2 separate regions of the Ovis aries genome follow, and region 1 is linked to region 2. Evidence: chromatin contacts called from public Hi-C data. All regions are on one chromosome and are shown on one strand. The core of a region is the stretch at or near the end of the contact, and the rest is flanking DNA. Distances in the headings are between cores, read along the strand shown. Region 1 overlaps PRKCH (protein kinase C eta). Region 2 overlaps PRKCH (protein kinase C eta).

What was found. A called contact is a pair of places that touch in the nucleus more often than the background predicts.
Region 1: a contact with region 2 is called in a Hi-C map of tail adipose tissue, with 1.9 times the contacts expected there. The contact joins two enhancer-like sites. A contact is called at or near these places in 7 of 16 Hi-C or Micro-C datasets (blood, hypothalamus, muscle and 3 more).

Annotation. Positions count from the first base shown.
Region 1 is chr7:71,725,780-71,728,627 of ARS-UI_Ramb_v3.0, reverse strand. The region is part of intron 12 of PRKCH (protein kinase C eta); the gene reads right to left. Among named protein-coding and RNA genes, the nearest start is that of HIF1A, 180 kb to the left of the region's middle. Within about 2 kb of position 1,372, at least 8 of the 54 cell types and tissues checked have an H3K27ac peak or open chromatin away from gene starts, as enhancers often do. A contact at or near this core is called in tail adipose tissue, where this site is marked.
Region 2 is chr7:71,664,256-71,667,192 of ARS-UI_Ramb_v3.0, reverse strand. All of the region lies in intron 9 of PRKCH (protein kinase C eta), which reads right to left. Among named protein-coding and RNA genes, the nearest start is that of PRKCH, 160 kb to the right of the region's middle. Within about 2 kb of position 1,367, at least 10 of the 54 cell types and tissues checked have an H3K27ac peak or open chromatin away from gene starts, as enhancers often do. A contact at or near this core is called in tail adipose tissue, where this site is marked.

The DNA.
Region 1 (2,848 bases), core at 123-2,622, 61 kb before region 2:
ATGGAAGATGATATATATTATATACATTACATATAGAATATATATATATCTGAGTCATTCTGCGGTACACCTGAAACTAACACAGCATTGTAGCTCAACTACACTTCAATTTTAAAAAAGCATAAGAAAAAAATTTTAATTGGAAAAAAAAGGCTCCTGGGAAAACAGAAACACAGCTCTCTCCAAAATAAAAAGCTAACACAGCCTCATGTACAATTAAGCACTTAATAATCTTGATGGTGTTGGTGGATGTTCAAAGAGAGGATGAAGATAATGACAGCTCTCAGTGTGCTGTGAAATTACTACTCATAATTTAATAATACTAACACCTTCTGCATTGTGCCTACCACTTTGAAAATGCTTTCATGGTGCCACCCCATTTGAAGTGGGTACCAGAGGTGTTATCATCACTGCATTAAGGAATAAAGACTGGGCAGCAGTGGCAAGTAGAGGTCTTGTGACCCTCAGACTAGTGTGTGTTCTTTCCATTCTATTATGTGAGGTTGCTTCCCCTGCCAACCAGCGATTTAGACAAACTATTTTTATACATCCTCCATCTCTGAAATTCTGTGTTTAAGTTTCTAATGGTCACCAAGCTCCATGACAAATGATTACAATCCAGAAGAGCACGCATGACTTCCTGATAGTTTGGGGATTTTAACACCCAGTGGAGTCAACATTAGGAACTCTTTTTTTTTTTTTTTAATATACTTGATGTACAATGTTATATTAGTTTCAGGTGTACATCACAGTGATTAAAATGTTTATAGATTCTATTCCATTTATAGTTATAAAATATTGGCTATATTCCCTGTGGTTGTACAATATATCCTTGTAGCTTATATATATTTTATACACAGTTGCTTGCACCTCTTAATCCCCTCCCCTTGTCTCGCCACCTCCCCTCTTCCCTCGCCCGCTGGTAACCACTAGTTTGTTCTCTATGTCTGTGAGTCTGCTGCTTTTTTGTTACATTTGCTAGTTTGTTGTATTTTTTAGATTCCACATATAAGGGATATCCTACAATATTTGTCCTTTAACTTATTTCCCTAAGCATGATACCCTCCAGGTTCATAACATTAGGAACTTTTGAAGTCAGTAAGCCCCCTAGAATCACAGATGGTTACAAAATCCTTGGGAAAGGCCTGAAGTCCATATTTTTAAAGGAAGCAAGGTATCTTACGTTGATCTGGAATTGCAAAACAAAATGAAAATTCGTGCAGAGTCCTTAAAAATGTCTCAACCTACCTAGCTCCTAACAGATGCATTTCCCAAGCCCTCGGTTTTCTGGCCGAGGACTAACACTGAACCCGGCTAGCACTACTCGGAAGACTGTGAGCATCAGTGTCTGAGGAAAGCACACTGCAATAGCCCCAGCCTATTTCACAAGTCAAACTAGCAGAAAGGCTTCAGAAGAGATGTTTACACACCCGAAGCCATTCTTTCTCAACCTCCTTAGCGAATCCTCTTCCACTGTCACGCCTTCAACACTGGTGTCCCCAGGCCCCCTCTTTCACTCTTCACCCTCTCCCCCCGTCCACGTCTGCTCCCCTGCCACCTCTCTCCTGAGCTCCAGACCCACGGGACCAACTGCAAGGAATAGACCGCTTTCCGAATGTCTCCTGGACCCCTCAGAGGTCCCAAGTCCTAAACTCATCTTTCCCAGGCCTCACCCTCACCTAACGCACCAACGGTGGAACTGGTGACTGCACTTCTTTGAACAGACATGCTCTGCTCCCCTCTGAGTACTTGCACAAGTTAGTTCCTCTGTCTAGAATATCCTTCCCCTACCTGCCCCCTGCCCCCCGCCGCCCCGTCTACCCTACTGAACCTTTGTTTCTCAACGCCCAGCTGAGATGCTGCTTCCTCTGCCTTGTCCTTATGTCACTTCCCTGTCCTTGACCCCAGAGAGAGCTTTGATCATTCGTCCTTGGCAGCGAGCTAAGTATCCGTTTACGTGTTCTCATTCCTATGAGGCTGTGAGCAACAGAAGAAGCTGTGTCTTTTCAGCTTTGCTTCCCGGCACTCCACACAAGGCCAAGCCAAGCGAAAGCTTCTGACAAGTATTTGCTGGGTGGAATGAGACAGGGGTCCTAATTCCCTCATGTATCAGTTTCTCTTACGGTCACAGGCTCGTCTCAGGTCAATAGAGAAAGACTCAAATGCACAGTCTTTAAATAACACTAACATTCTTATCCTAAACGTTATATCTTATTTTATGGAAAGTTAGATGGTTGGCGGATTCATGCTCTGTGAGCATTAAGTACATGGCACCCTGGAAGCTTCCTTCCAGTGGCTCATGTTTCTAGGACAGTTGGAAAGAATCATATCAGGGAGTTATTTGGGTGCTAAACATGTGGGGCTCTAAAGGCAAAGGATGCTTATTAATGAAAAGGAGAATAAAAATGGGGAGTGGCCAGGTGTAGGCTAGCTCAGAACCCTGGACTAGGAGTCAGAAAAAACTGGATTCTGATCCCAGGGTATTTCCCCCTCACTGTGGTATAATATCGGAGAAGGCTATGGCAACCCACTCCAGTACTCTTGCCTGGAGAATCCCATGGACGGAGGAGCCCGGTGGACTGCGGTCCATGGGGTCGCTAAGATATAGAACACAATATTTACCTTCTTAGCCATTTTTAAGTGCACAGTTTAGTGGGATTAAGTATATTCACATTGTTGTACAACCATCACCACCATCCATCTATAGAATTTTTTTCATTTTCCCAAGCTGAAATTTATCATCCCTTAAACTCTAACTCCCTATCAACCCCTCTGCCAGCCCCTGGCAACCACCATTTTGCTCTTATCTCTATGAATCTGACTACTCTAGGGTTCTCATGTAAGTGGA
Region 2 (2,937 bases), core at 118-2,617:
TCCGCCCCACCCCAGTCCCCTTCTCAGAAAATTGGAACTGAGATGGGCGGGTGTTCAAGTAGGCTGTGCTGTGCACAGGACCTGAGGAAACACGAACTAGGGAGCGGAGGCTTCTGCCTTTGTGACGTGAACCCATGAAAAGTCTTGGTGTATCACAGCGGTAAAAGCCTGGATGGGCAGATGAAGGGGAAGGACAAGGGCAGAGACAGACAGCATGATGCCTGAGAAGGAAACTGTCTGGGTCCCTCACGCCCTTCCAGCTTCCGGTCTCTGGAGAGACCTGGCGTATGTGCCCTGGGGTTCCATGAGATACCACTGTACCTCTGAATCCCTGTTTTCACGTCTCCCTTTTTGAATGACCCTGGTTTAGTATTTTCCTATTTTTTTTTTCTACCAGTAAAATTTTAACTGAAACATTCACCAAATTTTAAGGGGCAGGAGGTTTCCTGATTTCTAAATCTGGGGTAATAACATCTCTAATTACACTGATTGTGTGAAGATTTAACCAGAAGCCAAGTGCTTGGCATGGGACCAGACCCACAACAGTATTCCCAACAAATAGATACTATTGTTATTACTACATACCACAAAGAGGATCAAAGTTACAGCTGGAAGACCTTGTGCCCAGCACTGAAGTCCCTGGTGTAGCTAAAGGGAAGCACAGTACGGTCAGGACCATGGGTTCTGGAGCCAGGGAGCCCGAGATACCAAAGCAGTTCCTGCTCTGCTCTATTTTCTCTTCCTCAAAACTCTCATCTGCAAAATGGGGACAATCAGATGATTGAACTGACAGGTACTGGAGGATGAAATGATTTAAGCTTAGAATTTCAATCAGTACATGGCACATAGTAAGTGCTGGATAAAAGTTACCAGCTATTAGTGAGTATTAGTCACTCAGTCATGTCCGACTCTGTGTGACCCCAAGGACTGTAGCCTGCCAGGCTTGTCTGTCCATGGGATTCTCCAGGCAAAAATACTAGAGTGGGGTGCCAAGCCCTTCTCCAAGGGATCTTCCTTACCCAGAGATTGAACCTGGGTCTCCTGCATTGTAGGCAGATTCTTTACCATCTGAGCCACTTGGGAAGCAACCATTAGTAGTAGTACTATTGATATCTTCTTCCTCATCACCACCTCCCCCAGGCTGCAGCCACGCTGGCTCTCTGCTCCTGGGGCTCTGGCCCCTGGGATGGGGGTTGCAGACTAGAGAACCACCTGCTGTGGACGCAGAGATGGTGCTCACAACAGAGCACTCGGCCTGGCAAGTACACGGGAACGAAATAGCAGCTGAAATGCTACCGCAGCAGCTCCCTGATCCTCAGTTCAGGACAGGATTCTCGAGGGTTCAAGGAGTCAGGAGGAGCCCAGGGCAGCTGCTGGAATGCAGGAGCACTTCCTAATACTGCATGGTCATGGCCTTGACCTGAAAGGAGGACTTATCTTTCTCTGACCTGACTACTGAACAAGGGGTCACGAAACTAGATTTGGTAAGCCAAGTCACATTAACCAAAGTTTCCTCTCCAACAAATTTTTTCATTTTTCTAATGTTAGATGACAATTCATACTATTTTAAGAGCTTTATTATAATCACAATTATTATTGCAAGGCAAATGTGCTCCCCCATGAACTGCAAACTTTACAGGACTTCTTACAGTGGCTATTCTCCCCTTTGATGGAGTTCATTTGTTCTCATAAACAGATTGAGAAAGATTTTTCTGTTTAAAGCAAGAACCCATAGTCACTGCCATTGACACATGTAAATTTCACCAAAACATGTATTTATAGTGAGGATATAGGTTACCTTTTGGAAATAACTCCAGGAATAGAAACAACATTTAAAGTTAAAGACTAATTTAGTTATTGTTTGAAGATAATGTTAGGCTGGGAGCCACATCTATACTTATTCATCCAAATTCTAAGAACTACTTTGAAATTACTTCTAAATAAGTAACATATCAATCTGGTATCAAACTGACCAGCTGTGAACAAGCGAAAGGAAACCTCCAGGAATAGACAGCATTGTGCTGCATTTCTTGTAAGTGCCTCCTGCTTTATGATTTTTCTCTGACGAAGTCATCTACAGGGTGAATAGGGAGTTCAGATCAACAGGAACAGCTACTGACGTCAAAGAGGTGACAGTGGAAAAGCACCCTGGTGAGGAAATCTGATTGCACCATGCCTGAACTGGAAACCACTTGAACTTAACCACATCAAGAACAATTACAAAGGCTTCCAGCAAGAAACAAGGAGGGAAGCAAATCGCTTCTTCGTTTTTGTTTTTGTTTTTTTTTTTTTTAATTTCCCATTTTGTGTAGCCCAGAAGAAATGAGAAGTTAATTCAATCACCCAGCAAGTCTTCTGTTAAGCCCACAGGCATGATACATCCTGTCTGAGCTCAGACACGTTTGGGAAGATAAAATATGTCTCCAATATAACAAGCCCCAAGGAGCTTGCATTTGAAACCTGGAGAGACACACAGTTCTTTCCAAAAAGTGTTCTCCTGGTAAACTGAACACATTATGGTCTTCTCTTGTAATGTAACTCGACAAGGCTTGCTGGCATACATACCAGATGAGAGAAATGTCTGGCAATCAAACCTGCAGTTCAACACCCTATGAAGCATCTGGGCCGGGATATTTCTTAAAGCATAAATAAGTTGCAAACATATGATAGGGGATATAGTGAAGTTGGTACTCAAGCCCTCCCTTTCTGGTGGAGTCTCCTTTGCGCCTCTGCTCCACACATATCTTCCCCAGTATCACCGAACTGGCTGTTCTGGCTTTCTGCACTTGGTCTTGTTTTCTCTGGAAAACCTTCAACCTTTCAAGCCAGAGCCCGGATGCCAAATGATATATCTCCAGTACCACCGCCCCTGGTGCCTGGACCATGCTAAGGGTTAACCAACCCAAGGAACTAACATAGCAGGAGGCTGTCTTTGCT